Linked DNA regions of Hordeum vulgare: region 2 is linked to region 1. A link is a contact called in public Hi-C data. All regions are on one chromosome and are shown on one strand. The core of a region is the stretch at or near the end of the contact, and the rest is flanking DNA. Distances in the headings are between cores, read along the strand shown. Region 1 holds the start of LOC123401248 (putative lipase ROG1). Region 2 holds the start of LOC123401815 (beta-D-xylosidase 3-like).

Region 1 (3,577 bases), core at 482-2,981:
AAACTTTTCTATCGCAGTAACTCCAAAAAGGAAAGGAACCTGTATATTGGTTTAAAAAAAACATTGGCGTAAGATGGAAATATTATATGTTTTCTCCAGTTCTGAACACAGTAACATAAGATAGAATGAAACCACTACCTGCTTGTTTCCTCTAGAACCAAGATGTGGTGATGCAACAGTTATGAAGTTGACCGCCTCAAGCCCATGTATGTTGCCTCTGTTGCTGTCTCTCAAACTCTGAGGACAATTTGCAAGTGCTTGTCTAGGTGGTCTATAGAGTCTACCGATGGCATATCTTGCAACCAATCCTCCAACGGAATGCGCAACAAAAGATATCTTTGTTATCTGTGGTCTTTTGTTGATTTCTTCAATAACCTGGCTTGCTAAATTTTTGTCATTAAATTGGGGGAACGAAGACATAAAGCGCAGAAAGGAAGATGAAAAATGCAAGATGCATAATGAAAAACTAACCTCTTGTGCCAACCGTTCACCCATCACATCAATGCCATCTAAAGTTAGCTTGTGCATGTTGCTGCTACTACCTAGAGAATTAACATATCATTGGACTATCCACAAGGAAATGTTCATAACCCAGAAAGAGCTTCCATACTGTAGAAGAAATAGGCTCTGTACGACTTCAATTGGAATAATGGAAGTAGAGGGAGAGAGGAAATCTATTGTTATCTGCCACAACAGTTTTTTCTTATTTCATTGCAATAATAGCTCACTAAACTTAATAGTTAACACCAATAAGATAGGCGATGAACATGCGGGAATGAGTAGACCTTACAATGAACTATGACTCTGCCTTCTAGCAACTTATGGAATTGCTCAGCTCCAAATTTCCAATCCGCTGTGCTGTACAAATAACGAGAGAAATATCAATACCATGGGCAAATGCCAAAGTAGGAATCTCTCGATTATTCATAGTTGCAATATACATGTGCGGATGCATTGGGTGTTAAATTCAGCTAGTTAGGCACTCTGAATTCAGTGATACGGGGGCCTAATTTTGCCTGCTCTGCTGGAAATGCCAAACCAGCCGAATCCGTGTGAACTAGTACATGGTATGAAGCGATAACCCATCTCAATTTAGTCTGCTACCATGACATTCTAAGTGATCAAATTATTCCATTTTATTATCAAAAAGTAGATAGAAATGTAGAGGTCGTCCATGTTCATCTCCTACTATACCAACCAGAATTCCAAAATAGAAGTAAAAACATTATAAGAGAACTATCGCGTCAATCCTAAATCCGCAAAGCTTTGGAGACAACCGACGGGTCCCATATAGAAGGGAGAAAAAACGTATGTACGTGTCGCTAGGAGAATCGAGCAATTTAGGAAGCCAAATTACTTTTCTTTCCTGAAAAATGAGGCCAAATCACTGGACAAACACAGAGAACAAGATCGATGCCGGGTCGCCGCAGGAGGCCCGCAAGCTTAGCAAGTAGGCCCGTACCTCCCAACGATCCCGTGGACCATGATCACCAGGTGGTCGGCCCCGCCTACGGCCGGCTCCGGCTCCGGCGCTGCCGCCTCCTCCTCGGGCGCCGCCGCAGCCTCCCGGCAGTCTCCGTCTTCGAGGTCGCCCATTTAACTGACCCGCCCGCCCAACACGAACGCACGCACACGGCGCGCGCGGAGGGGGCCGGAAGTGGGGGGAAGGAAACGGATAGGCGGCAGAGGGGCTGCTCGGGGAAAGGGGCAGAGTGTCTTATAGGGCGGGCGAATCGCGACGCCGCGTGTACGCCAACACGAAACGGGTGAGAAAGGAGAAGGCATGTGATTGGAGGCGGAGGGTGACAGGTGGGGAAGACGTTGCTGACGGGGACCACCTGTCTGGGACGAGCAGAGCACGGTTGGGAGGTAGGCGTGGCGGCCCAATCCGAATGGCAGAACACACCGGCGGAGAACCAAGGAAGCAAGTCCAACCACCGGCAGACGGCGGAGGAAGATCAAGAGAATCAGCATTTTTTTTTTTTTTGCGGCTGGAATCGCCAACTTCTACACATGTGGTGCTTGGCTTATCTTCTGATTTTTTTAAAGGACTTGTTTTATGAGCTGTTACCCGTATAAATAAACAAATTGTTTAGTCGTCCAATAAAAAAGATAAAAAAAATGTTCTAAATAAGATAAACAAAATTGAACAAACAATTATCATGATCTAGAAACATAGTATTGTTTTTTTTTAAATGTCCCAAGGCAATGTATTAAATAAAACGAGGCATTCCGGCAAAAAAAAATCTTCCTTACAAGAATATAAAATTGCAGGCAAGCCCTTGAAGAAATCAGTGTTGTGTTCCTTTTGCATTCACTCGTGGTACGTGGTGTGTAGACTTTAGGATTCGGGTACTGAAACAACCTTGTTGAAACCCAAAAGATTGTAAAAGCAAAGGTCAAGTTGTTGTCGATGTAGACTAGAAAATACCGGCAACCGCGACTTGGGAAGATCATAGTCCCGGAGAAGCTGGCATCCAGGAGGGCCAGCCGATAATCTCAACTGCGAAGGGGACACAAAACTCACAAGTTCAGTGACCGAGTCATGAGCTACTAAGGACGCGTTTGGTAGGCTGCATTAGGTCGGGCTAGGCCTGCTCGGGCAGAATTTGGCACATTTGGTTGTGCTCGCATGCGATTTGTGGCCCGCATGAACCTCAAAGCAAGTATGGGCTTGACTCTGGAGGAACGGTCGAATCAGTCGTTTTTTGCGAGCCAGGCTTGCTCGAATCACGCATGGCGAGCGCCTTCACGCTTGGGGAAGCGCGGGAGACGACGCAACGGCTGATAACCCCCCACACCCCATCCCGACACATTCCTCGCCAGTTCACATCCACTCCCTCTTTCGCACCTTACCGCCTGTTTGGTTTCTCTGATGGCAACACCGCCATCTTGCCATGCCCCACACACTCCGGTCATCGCCGACAACAATCTCATCCAAGAGAGGTGGGGTGCGAGCCTCTCCTCTATCGGACTATATCTAGCGGCGTCACTCCGAGCTCCCTCCCCTTTCGCACCATGCCGCCGCCCCGGGCCAATGTAGCGCATACGGCGGTCACTTCGGCTCCGACACCGGAGCCGGTGGTCTACTCCTTTGGTTCAAACATTGTGGGGATCCAATACATGTATGCGTCGTCCTTTGCCGACCCCTCTTATGGGGGTATTTTTGCCCCCCCCATACAAGGGTTTTCTCCACTGTGTCTGATGCAAGGAAAGGGGAGCTCCAGGACGCTGGCGTCATCTTCGAGCTGGCGCAGGAAGAGGTCCACGTCCGCGACCCTCGGAATGGTCATGTCCTCTTCACCGACGACGGCGACACCCCTCTTGCCCCCTCGAGTTTTTCTTCACAGTCGGCATACGCTACACCGTCAATCCTCACTCTAAGCTCTCAAATATATCTTTGATTCGTACTTAGGGTTATTAGGGTAGTTCTTATTGTGCTAGATTAGACTGTGGATAATAGATTCAACCCGATTCGATCCGATTCGATCGGATTCGATGAGAATCCACTCTTTGGGGATGAACCAGAGTACATGCGTACTTTATTCACCCCACATGGCTAGATTATTCATAATGT
Region 2 (3,649 bases), core at 1,050-3,549, 390 kb after region 1:
GTGACCGAAGCCCCGGTGGTGTCGGATGCGTAGCTGAAGTTGCTGTAGCTGAGGCCGTGGCCGAACGGGTAGAGCACTTCCGGCCCGCCGTAGAACTTGTAGGTCCTGCCAGGGTACCCCTTGTCGGCGACCGGCCGCAGCGCCATGGACGTCATCGGGATCTTGCTGATGTACTCGTTCTTGTACCACGTTAGCGGCAGCCTCCCCCCTGACAAACCAAGAAACGTTTCAGGGAAACGAAATACACCACGGAATCGTTCTGCATTTCATCTGTAGTGCCTAACCTGGATTGTATTTTCCGAAGAGCACGTCGGCGATGGCCGTGCCTCCTTCCTCGCCGGGGTACCCGGCCCAGACGATGGCCCCGATCTTGGGGTTGTTCTGCGCGAAGGAGACGTCGACGCCGCCGGCGGAAATGATCACCAGGATGATTGGGTACGGCGAGGCTTCGGCGACTGCGTTGATCCAGTTAGTCTGATTCCACGGCAGGAGGAGATCCTCCCTGTCGTTCCCCTCCTTCTCCACGCTCATGTTGAGGCCGGCGATGACGATGGTCGCGTCCACGGTTTTCCCATTGGCGGCCGTGCTGCACGCGCCGTGGTCGCACACCTGCATCGACGTGGCGCTGACAACCTTCCTTATCGCATCGTATGGCGTCACAACTCTGCATGGTTTGCCTGCGTAGAGACAGACGAATAATTTCAGGCAACAATGCAGTCACTCTGTCGCTGACGTGCAGATGATTTTTCTTTACGTACCTCTGTAGTCTCCCAGCATGACATCCGTGGCGTTGATGTGTTGCAGAAGGCCAACCAGTGACAACGAATTAACCTTGCTGGTGTCCAATGGCAGCCGGCCGTGATCGTTCTTGATGAGCACCATGCCCTGCCTCGCCGCGTCGGCGGCCAGCTCCTTGTGCTCCTCCGTGCAGACGTCGTTGGCGCCGAGGGACTCCAACTCCGGAATGCCGTCGAAGAAGCCGAGCCTCATCAGGGTGAGGTAGAGGTTCCGCAGCGCGTTGTCGACCTCGGACTCCCGCAGCTTCCCCTGCCGCACGGCGTCGAGGCCGAAGGCGGTGAAGAAGTCCTGCGCGCCCTCCCAGAACATACCGCAGTCGAGGTCCAGCCCTGCCTTCATGGCCGCGGCGGTGGCCTCCACGCCGTTGTACCCGAGCCACTTGGCGTCCCTGACCATGACGCGCACCGAGTCGCAGTCGGACACGATGTACCCGTGGAGCTGCCACTCGCCGCGGACGGTCTCCGACAGGAGCCGCGCGTTGGCGCAGGCGGGGACGCCGTTGATACGGTTGTAGGAGCACATGACGCAGCTCGCGTCCCCGTCCCTCACGCACATCTCGAACGGCCGCTCGAACGTCTCGATCATGTCGCGCTCCTCCACCTGCGCGTCGAACGTGAGGCGGTCGGCGGTGAGCCATGCGTCCACGTCGTAGGCGGCGTAGTGCTTGCAGCAGCTGGAGACCTTGATGGGCCGGGCGAAAGGGTCGGCACCGGCACCGGGACCAGCGCCGTCGATGTCCTGCATTGCGCGGACGAAGCTGACGGCGTACCGGCCGACGACGAAGGGGTCCTCGCCGGGCGTCTCGCTGGCGCGGCCCCACCGCGGGTCGCGCACGACGTTGATATTGGGGCTCCAGTACGTGAGCTCGGCGTGGCCCAGGTTGTACATGGCCCTGATCTCGGTGGACACGGCGCCGCCGATGGCTCCCCACAGCGTCTCGTTGAACGCCGCGGCGCTGTTGATGACGAGCGGGAAGCTGGTGGCGCCGGGAACCACGTCGCCGAACCGGGTGCCGCCGGGCCCGGTGTCCGACACGCCGTGCAGGGCCTCCCCCCACCACAGGTACGGCGGCAGCCCGACGCGTGCCGCGCCCTCGGCGCGGTCGCCGAGGTTGCGCACCTTCTCCTCCAGCGTGAGCCGGCCGACGAGGTCCGGCACCCGGTCGGCGTATGGCAGGGACGCGTCGCAGTACCGGAAACCCGCCATTTCAAGACCCAAGGCCGCGAACCGGGCCGGGTCGCAGACCTTGGTGTAGTTCCGGCCATTGGTGGTGATCGGGCCGAGCCCGGAGCCGCCGCCGGAGACAGAAGTGACCGCGACGGAAACGGCACAGAGGAGCGAGGCCAAGAGCGCGCAATGGCGAAGCGAAGACGCCATTGCGACGAGAGAGGAACCTCTCGTTGCTCTTGGTCTGCCGTGGCAAGTGCGTGCGCACGTACAGTGAAACAGTGTATATAGTAGGGCGGGGCCATAGGGGTCCTTTGAACCAGACCAAAAAAGGACAGCCGCGGGAGCAGCTGGTTGCAGATCCAAACACGGGAAACGCCAGAAACTGAGAGCTGGAGAACTGGTTGTTGTTGTGCGAATTTAAAGATGAGATCTGGCACATGGATTGCACGGTGGTGGAATTGATGGTGGTGTCGTCGATCTTCTCTCCGTGACTCCGTGATAAGGTGGTATGGCTGAACGTGCCATCGGGAACGACGAGGCTGATCATCCTTCCACGTTCTGCAAGTTATGCTTCCGTCCAGGGAGGGACAACCCATCTCTCCTGTAAGGTCTCGACTTTTAGCTGAATCTGCTTGCAGCGAATTCTTTCATTATACGAGATTGCTACTTTTCATACATGTGATATTTAGCGACGGATCCGCATGATCTGACCATCGCTCCATCCGTTTTTCATGTGCGATCAGGGGCGGGCCCAGGATTTATAGGGTGTGTATTCAAAATTTTAAAGACTAACAATTTGTTTAACATCTTAAAGCCTATATTGTTGGCACGTATAATTTTTTATAGTACGGTAACGTACTACCTTCTCCGTTTCTAGATATAAGTTTTTTTAGAGATTTTACTATGAACTACATATGGATATATATATAGTCATACTTTAGAATATAGATTCATTCGTTTTATTCCGTATTAGTCAGTAGTGAAATCTTTTGAAAGACTTATATTTAGAAATGGAGAGAGTAGTTCTGTAATATGCAAAAGAGTGCTCATTTTGTTAAGTAATGATCATTGTCATACTGTTACAATTTTATAATCATTCTCACACTGTAAATTCGCATCACAATTTACAGACTATATTAATGTGTGTTTGTTCATTGCTTCATTAATAAAGTGGAGCGGTGGAGACCCCTTTCATTTTAAAAAACTATATTAATGTGTAGTACTTCTAAATAATACTGTAGGTACTGAACGACATTCACATCTGAACAAATCATGAATTCATGATAAAAATGTATCATATTTCGATATACTAAAATATAGGAAAGCACCTCAACTTACCTAATGGTGTACAAGTACTCACTCCGTTTCTAAATATAAGTCTTTTTAGAGATTTCACTAGTGGACAACATACTGATGTATATAGACATATTTTAGAGTATAGATTCAACCATTTTGCTCTGTATGTAGACTTCAAGTAAAATCGCTTAAAAGACTTATGTTTAGAAACGGAGGGAGTATAAAATTGTGTGTTTTGACGGGGCTCCTGCGGCCTGCGGCAGCTGGACAACGGGAGGAAACGCATGCAATACATGAGTTCATTTCAGCTATAATTCAGCATGAGAGAAGGGAGATTCCTTGATCAGGATACATGAGCATACCAATCAGATCTTGAAGGCCAAGT

The links. A called contact is a pair of places that touch in the nucleus more often than the background predicts.
Region 2: a Hi-C map of seedling shows a contact between it and region 1, with 5 times the contacts expected there. The contact joins the promoter of LOC123401815 here to the promoter of LOC123401248 in region 1. A contact is called at or near these places in 3 of 6 Hi-C or Micro-C datasets (leaf and seedling) and 1 of 1 datasets of contacts at active chromatin or transcription factors (embryo).

What each region holds. Positions count from the first base shown.
Region 1 is chr6H:410,105,030-410,108,606 of MorexV3_pseudomolecules_assembly, forward strand. LOC123401248 (putative lipase ROG1) reads right to left here and starts at 1,732. Exons shown (of 10, transcript XM_045094996.1): 1 at 1,463-1,732; 2 at 791-858; 3 at 472-542; 4 at 139-375; 5 at 1-39. The coding sequence starts at 1,596.
Region 2 is chr6H:410,491,409-410,495,057 of MorexV3_pseudomolecules_assembly, forward strand. LOC123401815 (beta-D-xylosidase 3-like) reads right to left here and starts at 2,300. Exons shown (of 3, transcript XM_045095664.1): 1 at 759-2,300; 2 at 285-677; 3 at 1-208. The coding sequence starts at 2,175.